Linked DNA regions of Sus scrofa: region 2 is linked to region 1. The links are chromatin contacts, called in public promoter capture Hi-C maps. All regions are on one chromosome and are shown on one strand. The core of a region is the stretch at or near the end of the contact, and the rest is flanking DNA. Distances in the headings are between cores, read along the strand shown.

The links. Promoter capture Hi-C pulls out the DNA fragments that hold promoters and counts their contacts.
Region 2: a contact with region 1 is called in a promoter capture Hi-C map of liver, with 13 times the contacts expected there. The contact joins the promoter of ATG16L1 here to the promoter of PDE6D in region 1. A contact is called at or near these places in 1 of 5 promoter capture datasets (liver) and 2 of 47 Hi-C or Micro-C datasets (heart right ventricle and liver).

The regions. Positions count from the first base shown.
Region 1 is chr15:132,423,406-132,430,933 of Sscrofa11.1, reverse strand. PDE6D (retinal rod rhodopsin-sensitive cGMP 3',5'-cyclic phosphodiesterase subunit delta) reads left to right here and starts at 4,256. Exons shown (of 5, transcript XM_003483755.4): 1 at 4,256-4,514. The coding sequence starts at 4,465. It overlaps COPS7B (a long non-coding RNA gene), which reads right to left and starts at 3,911. Exons shown (of 7, transcript XR_002339490.1): 1 at 3,699-3,911.
Region 2 is chr15:133,648,856-133,655,391 of Sscrofa11.1, reverse strand. It overlaps ATG16L1 (autophagy related 16 like 1), which reads right to left and starts at 3,928. Exons shown (of 17, transcript NM_001190273.1): 1 at 3,814-3,928; 2 at 142-235. The coding sequence starts at 3,928.

The DNA.
Region 1 (7,528 bases), core at 3,007-5,506:
CATCAGAAAGAGTATAAGCCATGTAAAAGAATTTTTATTTTATCTCAAGGACACTGGGGAGCCATTTCGGGGGTTTAAGCTGTGGAGAGGTCTGAATAATTGCCATTTTGGACACTAGCTGCTATAGGAATGGATTAGATGGGGAGAGAACTGGAGGATGGGAAACCCTTGAGGGGACTGATAAATTCCAGTTAAAAGACTGTGAGATCTTGACCAAAGAGAATGGTCCTTGTTGGAGACATTTAGACCATAGAATCTATCAGACCTGGCGACCATCTGAATGCAGGGAAAGGAAGCTATTGCCCTGGATTCTGGCTGGGGAGGCCAGAGCTGTCTGGAGGAGGTGTTAGGTGAACAGGGCTGCAGAGAAGGGGCAAATTTGATGGTAGGAGGACAACTAAGTTCTGTTTAATTATAAATATTCCAGCTGTGCCTCCGCCTCCTCCACAATCATGTCCAGATGCCAAGGCTACAGTTAAAGTCCCTCTCAGTATGCCTCTTTCCTACCTTTCCAGCTTTGTCTTGCTCTACCCTAATTAGAGCCCAAACTCCACGCCTCCCAAGAGGACTTACATCTTCCCTCTCTGACCCCAGGGCCTAGGCTCAAGCTTGCTCTCTTTTTTGCAATGCTCTTCCCTCATATTTGTCTGCGAAAATTCCACCCACCAGGAAGTTCTGTGGTGGTGCCTCGGGTTAAGGATCCAGTGTTGTCACTGCTGCGGCTTGGGTCACTGCTGTAGCTTGGCTTTGATCTCTGGCCAGGAACTTCTGCATGCTGCAGGCGAGGCCAAAGAAAGAAAGAAAAAAAAATCCACCAACCAGAGAGGCAAAGATTTCTTATACAATGCAAAAAGCACTAATCATAAAAAGGAAACACTGAACTATGGCACTACATTAAAATTAAGAATTTCTCTTTATGAAAAAACACCAGTACAGGAGGTCCCGTCATGGCTCAATGGTTAATGAATCCGACTGGGAACCATGGGGTGGCGGGTTCGATCCCTGACCTTGCTCAGTGGGTCAAGGATCTGGCATTGCTGTGAGCTGTGGTGTATGTCGCAGACGCAGCTCAGATCTGGTGTGGCTGTGGCTGTGGTGTAGGCTAGCGGCTATAGCTCCGATTCGACCCCTAGCCTGGGAACCTCCATATGCTGCGGGAGCAGCCCAAGAAATGGCAAAAAGACAAAAACAAAAACAAAAAAACCCACACACACCAGTACAAGTCTAAAGAGATAAGCCACAAACTTGGAAAAGATATTTGTAAAGCATGTATCAGACAAAGAACTCCATATCCAGACTATATTAAGAGCCACAAATTGGGAGTTCCCGCTGTGGCACAGCAGAAACGAATCCGACTAGGAACCATGAGGCTGCGGGTTCGATCCCTGGCCTCACTCAGTGGGTTAAGGATCAGGCATTGCTGTGAGCTGTGGTGTAGGTCGCAGACGCAGCTCGGATCTGGTGTGCTGTAGGCTAGCGGCTATAGCTCCGATTCAACCCTTAGCCTGGGAACCTCCATATGCCTCAGGTGTGGCCCTAAAAAGACCAAAAAAAAAAAAAAACCCTACAAATTAATAAGAGGAGAATCAGCCCAATTTAAAAACTGGGCAAAAGACATATGAAAAAGTGCTCGACACCAAAGACAATGCATATAAAAATTAGAATAAGATAACCACATTTAGCCAAAATAGTTAAACATTTTTAAATTGACACCACCCTGTATTGTCAAGGATAAGCATCAACTAGAACACTCTTGTGTTGCTAGTGAAGGTGAAAACTGGTACAAATACTTTAGAAAACTGGCAATATCTACTATTGCTGATCATACGCCCTCCACGCAAGCCCTCTTGTAGACACAAGGGCAGGGGTCCACAAAAAGAAACAAACAAGAACGTTCACTGCAGCTTTGTTACTAAAAGCCGAAAACTGGTAACTGAAAATCTAAATGCCCAGGAACAGCAGAGTAGATAAATAGTGCTGCATACATACAATGGACTACTATTCAGCAATTTGTTAAAAACAAGCTATGACTACATACAACATGAATGCATCTCACAAAAATATCGATGAATGCAAAAAGTCAGACTCAAACTGTATGATTACATTTAAATGAAATTCGAGAATAGGCAAAAGTGATCTGTCAGAAAAGACGTAGATGAGGATGCAGTATTGACTGAGAAGGGAAATACAGGAGATGCTGGAAATATTCTATACCCTGATTGGGGGGAGGATAATACATATGCATGTGGAAAAAACTGTTTTCTTGCTATATATGTTATCCTCATGAACAAAAAAATGTACAGATAAAAAAATTTAACCTAGAAAAAATTCCTATCCCTGCCACTGGGGCCTCTAGAGCATTCTAACCGTCCTTTCTTTTGTGCATTTATCACAGCCCGTCTTGAATTTCAGGGGAGCCTATTTCCCTAACTAGATGGTTATCTTCTGCTAGCAGTGATCATGTCTTTCACTTTCTACCAGCAGAGAGCCTGGCCAATAATGAAAACTGAAAAAGCTGTTTGTTAAATTACATGGAAGGAAAAATTGGATGAGTTCCCAGGTGGGTAAAAGGGAGACAGGAGGAGGGACGTAGGCCTAGGAAAAGAGACAGCAGATCTCCAAGGAAACCTTAGCTTACACTACAATTTTGCCTAGTTTCTGAAATCACATTAAATGTCACCTTGAATAACAAAGAATAAATAAAACACCAGGTCTTATCTGGACTGGGGATAAACAAACGTTATCCTCCTTCACTTGTAGGAAATCCACCAAATAAATGCTTACCTAAGGTCGAGTGAAGAAAAACACACAACCTAAAAGTTGTGAGTTATGTTTTATTTCCGGCAGGGGTGCGATGGGGTGGGGGGACTTATTGAGGACTATAGCCTGGGAGACAGCCCCTCAGATAGCTTTGAGGAACTGCTCCAAAGAGATATGGGAGGAGCCAGGATACACAGTTTTTTCCCGAAAAAAAAATGAACATTTAGTCGAACACAAAAGAGCACTGCCAATCACAAAAACTAGACATCTCGGATTAATGATTAATGCTTTTCTATGAATGGGAAGAAGCAAGAGTCTGGGCTCATTGAAATTATTCCTTAGATATGCATCTTAACTATGTAGGGCAAGTATCCTGTTTTCCTCCATGTATCCTGAATTCACCTCTGAGCCCATCTTCCGGGGTGGCTTCAGTGGCCAGTGGCTTGATAGTGGGTAACATTCATTGTTTACTGAAATGGCAGGCAACATTTTTTATTCCCACTAACCTCTGGGTGTTTCAACCTGAGTGGGAAAACTTCACCAAGGAGAATATTAAGATAGCATAGCCATGCTGCTAAAAATATCACCACCCTAGTGTAGAGCAAAGAGCCCAGACTACAGTAGACTTAAGAGCCCAATCCTAACTCTGCCCCAACTTGCTGTAACCTGTGAACAATCTTTTTGCCTCTTTGGGCCTCGGTTTCTTCATATGTAAAACAGGGGCTGGATTAGCAAATTCTCCTAAGCCTAACTGTATTGATATTCTGAGTTCACAATCCATATCTCTTCCAGTCCAACGCAGGAGCACAGCAGAGACCTCTACAAAACACGTAAAAGGCGCCCCAGGCCAACGAGCAAGCCTGATTTCAACGAGTCATTTTGTTATATTAGCTTTCATGGTTTAATCAGTGTTTTGGGGTTTGTTGTTTCAGGCTTACCATGATTTGCAGGAGATTTCTGAGTTCCATGTAAATACAAGTTGTCTCTCTGTGGGCTGTCATCTTCTTTTGAGGTTGAAGAGGATCTTCCCAAAGAGTTTCAAGTCTCGGGATTCAGAAACCACCAAGCCTACAGGCAGATGTATGAATTTGCGCACACTGCGCGGCACACTGGAATCTAAGTTACAGAGGACTAGGGTGCAGGGAATGCTGGGATTTGCAGTCCCTGGGCTTTTTGTTGCGTGCTGGGATATGTGGTCCCTCGGACAACCCCCTAGAATGCTGGGAAGTGTAGTCTCCGCCACATCGCACAGGGCAGCCTGCCGTCATCTCAGAGCCCTACTGTCCCCAGCCGCAGGAGCAAGCCCCTGGAGCCTCTGCCGATCTGAAGCCAACCCTCCTCTGAGGCAAACTCTAGGCAACCACACCGAATGAAAAAATCTGTCCTACGGGACTTCCCGGGATGGGCCCTTCCCATTGACGCTCTTCGTCCCCCTGCGAAGCCGCTGAGTGTTTCTATTGGTTGATCAAGATGCCAATCGCCAAGACGGGCTTTCCATTGGCTTCCGGGCGGGCGCTCCGCGGCCAGGGGGAAGGAGAAGGGATCAGGAGTGGGAGCTGAGGGGAGGGAGAGGCGGGTCCGGGTCTGGTCGCAGCCGCTGCTCGCCCGAGGTGTCCAGGCCGGCTCGGTCCTCGGCTCCTGGGCACCATCTGCGAGGCTCCGCCGGGCCAGCGAGGGAGAGCCGCAGGCGGCGGCCGCCGCATCATGTCAGCCAAGGACGAGCGGGCCAAGGAGATCCTGAGGGGCTTCAAACTGTATCCACCCGGGAGCGGGGCGGGGCCGGGAGGACTTGGGAGGCGGCCGCTCGCTGAGGAGACCGGCCGGGGGCGGGGGCCGCACCAGGTGGGCACCCGGGAGGGGGCGGTGGGAAGGGAGGGAAGGAAAGGCGTCCCGGGTCCCCGGCGGGACGGGGCGCAGAAGGCGCGGAGAGGGACGTCCGGAGGGAGGGAGGGAGGGGACGTTGACGGGAGCCCCGGGGTTAGAGGCGAGGAGCCCCGGAATTGAGCTTAGAGAGGCGCAGGGCGTCGGAAACGGGTGTCGGGAAGGCGCGCTTGGGTCCGAGAAGAGAGGCCGGGAAGGAGCTGCGGCCCGCAGGCAAGGGCCGAGGGGGCGCGGTGGGCTGGCCTCGAAGCCCAGCTGCCTCTTTGGCGGGAAGCCCACCCGGGCAGCAGGGAAAAGTGACTTGGAGCGAGTGACCTTGTGTGGGACAAATGCAGAAGCGGGTATCGAACTGTCTCGGGTTCTCCCATCCCATCCCACCCCACCCCACCCCCCGCGGCTTGTTTCCACAACTTCTCTTCCTCACTTGTGGCTCCTTCCAGGGCTGGAGAGGCAGGTGCGGCGGGAGAAGTCTGAGATGGACCTCATCTTAACTCTGTCTCGGCCCTTGGAGGCATTGGGCGGTCGCTGCTTCTCCCTTAGCTCCTCAGTTTTATTTTCCAGCGAAATAAGGGCCCTAAATTTGTGTGTGTGAGATGCGGTGCGATGCCTCGAGGTATTGTGGTTTTGCACTGGGACTCCTGGCAAAGGCTTCTGCTCCGTCCAGTTTGTGTGGTTAACGCGTAGAGCTGGTGGAGCTGTCCAGCAATTATTTGATTACGTTGGGGACACCGTAGGATTTAGTAGGATATAGAAATCATTGCCTCAGGCCTGTTACGGTGCAGCGGGTGCAACCTTCTCACTGTCGTGAGGCTTGGTGTTTTAATGGAGTGTTAATCTGTGACCATATGATGCAGATGAAAAAAAAATGCAATCTTGTCCATTCCAATTTTACATTTTCCTACTGACCTTAATCTCTTCCTATACCTACCATATGGAACATGCTTAAATTCTTCTCTCAGTGAAGATGTAGTTACCATTTAGGGCACCTCCCCTGGAGGTTTAGTCAATCCCTGTTCTCTGAGCTGACTCTGTGTTTTCACAATGCCCATGTCACCCCTGCAAGTTTTAATTGCTTTGTCATAATCAGAAACCAAGTATAAATTTTAAAACACAACAGCAAAAAAGTTACAGGAAGTTTCGGATGTATAAATGAAATTTTTCAAATAGAAGCTGATTTGCCATAGGCGTTATCACCTTTGCATACTGCCGTTCATGATAAACTTCCAGCAGTTTTATACAGTGAAGTTTAGTAACAGCCTCTTATAGGTCCATATACCTTTCCGTGTTCCTCTTCACAGTAGCGCCTATAAGTAGATAGGGGTGGCTGAAGTGTTAGAAAAGCTATGACATGGACTTTATTTTTCCCTTAAGTAATGTATTTTGTTATGTAACATTTATGCTATAGACAGTAAACTAGAGACTATGGAGAATTGAGAGATTTCAGAAGCAATATTTTTGTCTGATTGGAGTTAACATTTTACTCAAAGTAAAAAAGAGTCTTTTTAATGGCTTTTGAACAAAGCAAAGCAAAAGAGAAAGTTTGAGCTTCTCACTTTCAGTCTTTGCTCCGAAACCTTGTTCAGAAAGAAAGAGGCTAAGAGAGGAGTTCTCTGGTGGCCTAGCAGGTTAAGGATCTGTTATTTTCACTGCTGTGGTTCAGGTCAGAACTTGGTGCGGGTTTGATCACTGGCCCTGGAACTTCCACAGGCCATGGGCTTGGGCAGAGAGAGAGAGAGAGAAAGAAAGATAAAGGAAGGAAGAAAGAAAAGAAAATATAAGAAAAGAAAAGGGCTAAGGGACAAATATGGAAAAACATAGAAAGCAGAACCTGTATCATCCGCTAGAAAGGAAGATGAATTAACCAATTAAGTAATGACTTCAGTGTTTTCTGGGAAATTTTTTGACATGGGCTGATTAAATCGCAAGGGAAGCAGCCAATGAAAAATGTTAGCATGGGAGCAATGGATGCTCATCCTCCCTTTGCCTTCACTGGTATCTGAATTAAGAGTGAAATGGAAAGGAGTTCTAGAATTTGTTACTACCTTCAGGAAAAAATAAAATTAGTGTTTTAGTAGGAAACTACCTGACTGTTGTCCATCTTTTCTTGGATAAATTGTCTTTCTGAACTTTCTTTCAAAGTATCTTTTTTTCTGTAGGAAGAGTTTTTACTATAAAAAATCTCCAAATCTCCATTATATTCTTCTACCAACAATGTTGACAGTGCTTGTTTTCCACATTGACTATGTTGTTCTTTTTTATTTTTACTGATTTGATCAATAGATGATAGCTTGTTTTAATTTGTATTTCCCTGATACCTAGATCCCTCAAGAGGTAATATAGGCTAGTGATTAAGGGCTGTACTGGTCTATAGAGCTATTCTGTCTGAATTGAATTCCAGCCCTGCACACTTGGTGTGTATCCCTTATGTTGCCATAATTTCCTCATCTGTAAAAAGGGATTAAAATAGTACCTTATCTCCTAGGGTTGTTGTGAGGATTAAATAAGTTGGTGTCTAAAGTATTTAGCAAAGCACCTGATACCTAGTGAGCATTATGTATTGTCTGCCATTGCTGTTGTTATTAAAGAAGTCGCAAAATCTTCTCTTTGGCCATTTCTTTTTCTTCTGTGAATTGCTGGTTGATTTTGTTTTTGCCCATTTTACTATTGAGTTGTTTATTTTTCTTACTGTTTTGTAGGTGTCCTTTATTATAATACCTATCCTTTGCCTGTATTGTATATTGCAAATATTTTCTCTCAACGTATTGCTTGCCTGTTTTTTCTTGAACACTTGTCTGTTTTTTTTGTTGAAATTAGCACTTCAAATTTATTGATATTTTTCATGTGGCCTGCATTTGTGTTTTGTTTAAGAAGACACAATACCTTATCT
Region 2 (6,536 bases), core at 2,679-5,178, 1.2 Mb before region 1:
TTCTTATTTAAAAGGAACTGACAAAAACTGAGGCACAAAAACAGTACTTGGTTTGCTTCAAATTTAGAGAAGTGACAACTGAACCGGGACAAACTTCAGTTAAGGAGGAAACACAAATAATACAGGATAGTTTCAAAATACCTTATCTCATGCCTGTTTGGTATGTCATGCTTTTCAGCTTGTAGCTTATGGGCCAGCACTGAATGAAGATCGGACTTTTCCAGCAACTTGTTATCTATCGAAGAAAAGAACAATTATTATAATCTATGTATGCTTTATTACTACTTAATATCTCATAAAGATTTGGAAAAAATCCAGAAGACGACAGGGTAGGCTACACCGTTATCGGGTTTCAAAGTACCAGGCACTGCACTTTGTCACAGATTGTAGCAACTGTCCGAACTCCAGAAGCACACACACCTTTTATGGCCCAAGCATAGAGAGCCCAGCCCAAGGAACCTGTGGAAAATCACTCCCAAAACACCTCCCCTCCCCTCAACAATGCTTTCTACTCCCACTGCTACCTACCTACCTGGGGAAGAGGAGACAAATCAACCAACCAAAACACAATGGAAAAAGGAAGCACGATGCACCTCTCAGTAATAGGGGAGAATATCTGGGGATTTTAATTTTTAGATCAGGGCACTAAGGATACAAATACAAACCAGAGCCCTGACTTCGGGGAGCTAAGGAAATGTGATATGGGGGTGGGGTGGGGAGGTCAAGCATAAAAAAGAAGAGTGAGTTTTTCACTCATTTCTCAGATGGTTTCACAGGTGAGAATGACTGATGGTCCAGGCAGAAGGTCTAAAGAGTTGTCTCGTAAGTGGCTAGAGATAAAAAAGTCAGTGCCAACACATGAAAGCCAGGATGAGAAACTTAGACTTTTTCTTACTGGCAATGCTGAAACCAAATTTTAAAAGCAGGCAGTGACGTGAACAGATATTGATTAGTAAGAAGTCAAACACAGAATTCTGAGGTTTCCTGTTCAGCCAACTGGGCACAAGATCCTAACTTGCCTGGGAATGTCAGAGCAAAGGGCTGGGGGGAAATGAATTCTCTGAGCGTAATAAATGTGACAGGGGACACAGTGCAGGATTTCAAAAGAAAAGGCAGGGCTAGCAATGACATGCACATAGGGGGCCAGCAAGATCACAGGTGGGGGGAGGCACTAAGCAGAACAAGAAAGGGACCGTGGGAAACTTACGGAATGCCTACACCTGATGGGGGCCGCCTCAAATCCCAAACGTCTGAGATTCAAGCTGCTCTACACATCTGGCAGGGTTTATGCTAGTGACTCTTCCTGCTAGAAGAGCTTATCCTTCCTCTTAGAGGGTGGAGTCCTACTTCTTGATATCAGAAAATGAAAACTGGGGAGTTCCCACTGTGGCCAGCTACCTGGGGAAGATGAAACAAATCCCAGGTATTAAGATTTGGGTTAAGAATCTGACTGCAGTGGCTCGGGTCGCTGTTGAGGGTTCGATCCTTAGCCCAGCACAGTGGGTGAAAGGATCCAGCATTGCTGCACCTGTGGTTTGGATTCAATCCCTGGCCCGTGAACTTCAGTGTGCCGCAGGGCCATCTTAAAAAAAGAAAAAAGAAACATTCTGGGCAGAAAGAGACAGAAACACTACCTTCATCTACATTAATTTAGTAACTTAGTTCAGCAGAGCAGGGAAGTGAATCCGGCCCTGGATGTGCTTCAGTGTCAACAGTCCCTGGTAAGATCTTTGAAACGTCACAGCGGTGCCCAGTAACAGCAGGCCTTTCAAAGGACCTGGGGTATCCAAGAGGGATTCTTCCTAAAAGTTCCTCTCACGAAAGAGAAAGATGGAGGTGGGGGGGAGAGGCTTGCTGTCCCTGTCCCTTCTTTTTATCTTTCTGCTCCAGCTCAGAGGGAGGGACAGAACAGGAAACTCCGACAGCCTTGGGAGGCGGGCAGTGAAGAGGCGGGCTGTTCCACAGTCAAACCAGAAGTGACCCCCCGAATGCCAGCTCCCCCCACAACCGACACTGAAGATTTTCCATGGGCAGAGGCCGTCTAGCCCTCTTAGCCCTCATCCCAGGCTCCTCCCCTCCGCAGGCCCCTCTGACGTGCGTGACTCACATCTGCTGTCTGAAGCTGCATTCCCTCTCCAGACCCATCTGTCCTTCTGACCTTTCTCCCAGACCCTACACCCCCTTTAAGACGTCTACTTCCAACGCGCAGAAAAACATTCAATCGTCAATGTAATTATAGGCACCTTCCGTTTATAGACAATTATGTCCATGGCTTCACAGCACTTGGACGCACAGCACTGTATTTATGAAGCAGGCAGAGCACGCTGCACCCCTGTTTCATGGGTGCCAGCAAACCAGCCTCAGGTGAGTGAAGGGAATGCAGTCAGACCTCCAGCCCAATTTGACTTGCAATGTGTATTACCTTTTAGAGAACAAGCATTTGCTAAAACACCTGATGACTTGAATTCATGTGACCCAAGACGGAATCCCATTTGAGGAAGGCGTTTCCTGTGCTTTCGGCTTTTCCGAAACAGCACTGGGCGGCTGGGGCTTCTCAGACTGTAAGGAATTAGCACAAGAGTGGCACAGCCACCCTTTTCTCCACATCCTAGTTAAGAGGAGGGGCTTGGCAAAAGCAAGGAAAGCTACTTCTTAGGGGATGAAGAGAGAAAAGCAAATGCAAAAAAGAAGCCACTGAGACTGTGTGCCCAACCAGGACCTACCATTTATCCGCTGTACCTTCCCAGAAACATTACCTAATCTCCCACAGTCTCAGTTTCCTCTTTGGAAAAAGGGCAATAATAGGATCTGCCTCAGAGAATTTTTGGAAAGACCAAGTGAAACGATACATGCCAACTATTTACCATAGCACTTAAATTTGCCTGCATATTAGAATCACTTGGGGAGCATCAAAAATCCTGAATCCTGTGTCCCACTCTCTAACACTGCAGTTCAGCTGGCCTAGGGTGTGGTCTGGGCTTTGTAATGAAAAAAAAAAAAAAAAAGTCCCCACCTGATTCTCATGTGCCCATACATTCAGGAACCACAAATCTAGTATAATCAGAATTCAATAAAGGACAACAATAGTACTTGAATCCCATCATCAACATAATTTGAGGCTTGCAGGCTTACTTCAAGAGGAAGACAAAACAATAGGTCAGAAGAATGCTTGTTTCTTCCCCGAAGTGTGTCATTAGTTCTGGTTAAAAAAAAAAAAAAAAAAATGGGGGGAGGAAGTGGGGCAAGGAAATGCTCATTAGAAGGTATCTAAGGGCACAAACACTTCTGTACTCGAATTGCAGCAGCGGGGGTGGGTGTGAGCCACCTCTTTCATACAGAAATTTTCAATAACGGTAAAGACTATGATGTCCCAACTGAAAAATACGTTAAAAGACTCTAAATATTTTAAAATCAAAGAACATCGAGGTGAAGAACAGGTCTGAGAAATGCAAGGCGAGCATTTCACTGCACTGAGAAGATGACGATAATGGCGCGAGTGAATGCCTAAAGTCTGTAACTGTTTCAGTAACGCGATGCCCGGAACAGGATGTTTCTGGAACCTGGCTATTTAACTACACAAGCGCTGTGTGCACTTGGGATTTACCAGCAGAAACGTGAACGGTGCCTGCCCGTGACGAATACCCGATGCGGTAGCGAGAGCCTCCGCAGTCACACCCAAAGATAAAAGTGAAGAGCGAAAAAGATCTAAAAAGGCCCGCGGGCGGCGCGGGGGGCTCGGCCTCCGGTTCCCACTAGCGCCCCGCGTGCCTCGGCGGAGTCCACCGCCTGCCCCCGGGCCCGCCCGCCGCTCACACTGCAGGATGATCTCTTCGAACGCCTGCCTCTGCAGCCGGTCCCGGCGCCTCAGCTCCTCCGAGATGTGGCGCTTCCACCGAGGGAAGACCGCGGCGCGGAGGCTCGACGACATATCGCCCGCTGCCCTGGCGCCTCAGCGCCGAATAGCCAAGCGGGAGCAGGCGGCCGGGGCCCGCACCATGAGGCAGCCAGCGCGCGCTGGAGGCCTGCAGCCCCAGCACTCAGCTCCGCGCGCAGGCCGCCGACGATGCCATCCGGGACGGACTTCCGATCCCTGACGGAAATAGCTTTGAACTGGGCCGGAAGGACCGCCTCCTCACCCGACGTCTTACGCCGCACGCACGCACCTGTCGGGCGCTCGCTAATGACACCATCCCGGGGCCGGAAGTGTCGGTGGTAGAGGTGCGGCCGCTAGGAGGCGTGCCGACCACGTTGGAGGCTCTGTCCTGCGGGGTTGGGGGCGGGAGAAGGAAACAGTTAAAGGGCAGTTTCTGTCCACCTGCTGTTTCTCTTGCTTTTCTTTGTTTTGTATTTTCTTTCTTGGCCTGTCTCCGTTTTCTCTATCCACTGTACCAGGAGTTGTAAACTCCCCATATCGTAGCTGCCCGACCATAGATAGTGACAACCTCCCTAAGCCTCCCTAAGGTTTCCCAGTTTGTAAAATGGGGAAGTTCCCTAAAGCGGGAAGGAAAGATACCCACCTCACGGAGTTGTCATGAGGATTAAAAGTAATTACCTCTATAGTACAGTTCACACTGTGCCTGTACGTGGTAAGCCTAACTTTATACCTAGACTTGATATCCTTCAGAGTTCTATCCAACGTTTGGTTGCTTTATCAAGAGCGTCTCATTGACCCGGGAAACAAGTTTTTATTTACAGTGAAGAAATGGAATGCAAAGAACAGCTAAAGAAAGATGTGACCAGAGCAGCCATGTTAATCACTAGAAGCCTAGAAATTACCTATGACCTAACAGTGACTGGATCCTTAGAAAGTAATTTAAGGGTTGGGATACAAAAAGGACCGTGAAATAGGAAAAGGCCCATTAGCCAGTAGATGGAAGTGGGAGGTAGAAGACACAGACTCAGGAGATGATAGCATCTGTCAACTCAGAATGGAAAACCTTGGTCTGTAATAGAATCATCTGAGCTCCATCTGCTTTCAGCAAGTTAGTGAATTTACTTCATGAAAATAGATCTGCTTCATTAACAAAGTAGGAGGCAGAAGAGAGGAAAGGAATGTCAGAAACTGCCTTCTCTTTCCATGTGTCTCAAGTCCAGAGGAAGATCCTTCACAGACAGATAAGAAAGCCTTTCATCTTCTGTGGAGCCTGGGAGTAGGACAGTCAGCCTCCTAGAGCTGTAAAGATATTTTGTTGGCAGCCAGTGGTGAGTGAGCTGAATTTGTGGGAAAGACCCACGGGGATCAGAAATAGAAGGGACTTCCTCACACCCCGAGGAAAATGAAAAGGCAGTTTCTGAAAGTCACTGAGAGTATACTAGTGGTACCATCCTCAAAAGAGCCTTGCATCAGGTCTTGAGAGTTGACTATGCTAATTCCCCAGACAAGATTATGATTAAGCATGTTCACAAATTTGCAGAACCAGCAGATTTCCTTACAGGAAGTTATGCAAACAGATATTTGGACAAATGCCCGCACAGAGAAATCTTTGACACAACGTTGTTAATAATAACGGAGAGCGGGGACCAATCTGTATATATTTCCACCAGTAAGGGTTAAACTGCTGTGTATTTATTGTTCAAAAAAAGTTCATAATAGGAGTATATGGTAGCAATGTAGTTTACGTAGAAATTTCTGTGTCTCTGGCTCCTCATAGGCAAAATTTTGTTGAATGAATGGAGAATATAATTTCTAAACTAAGGATACTAAACTCTAGTTCTGCCCCTTCCGTAACTGGCCAGCTTTGTCTGGTGTACACTGTGGCTCCCCACCCCCTTTCTGCTCACCACGCAGTACCTTTGGCTTCACTGTGCTTCTGTTGGGCAAATGCTTCCCTTCTGACTTCTCTGAGTTAATTTCTGTGAGTTAATTCTCAGCTCACTAGTCACTTCCTCGTAACCTTCAAATAACAGACCTTCACGACTAGCTCAGTCTCCCTATTACATGTGTACCTCTCTGCTTATAGCATTTATCACAGTAGCAGCTTTGCATGTATTTTATCCTTACTCGCTTAAGGCATGTCTCTCCGTCACAGACTCTAAACTATGTGGCAAGAGTTGTGTCTGTCTTTGCTTATCGTTTTATCTCTGGCAGGAGCATGAAGCCTTTCATATATTAGACGCTCGGTAAATGTTGTTAATTAATGAATGGAATTTGTGGAAATAGGAGTATCTCTGGGCAGTAGCAGAGACACTCTGGTGTCCTTTTATTGTATGTATTTTCTATATCTTATGTGCATTTTTTTCTGTCTTTTTGCCTTTTCTAGGGCCACTCCTGTGGCATATGGAGGTTCCCAGGCTAGGGGTCTAATCAGAGCTACAGCTGTTGGCCTACACCAGAGCCACAGCAATGCGGGATCCAAGACGCATCTGGATCCCTCAGCTCACGGCAACAGCAGATCCTTAGCCCACTGAGCAAGGCCTTAACCCACTAATCGAGGGTAGGGATCGAACCCGCAACCTTATGGTTCCTAGTTGGATTCATTAACCACTGTGCCACAACAGGAACTCCCTTATGTGCATTTTCTAATTGTTGTGCATTA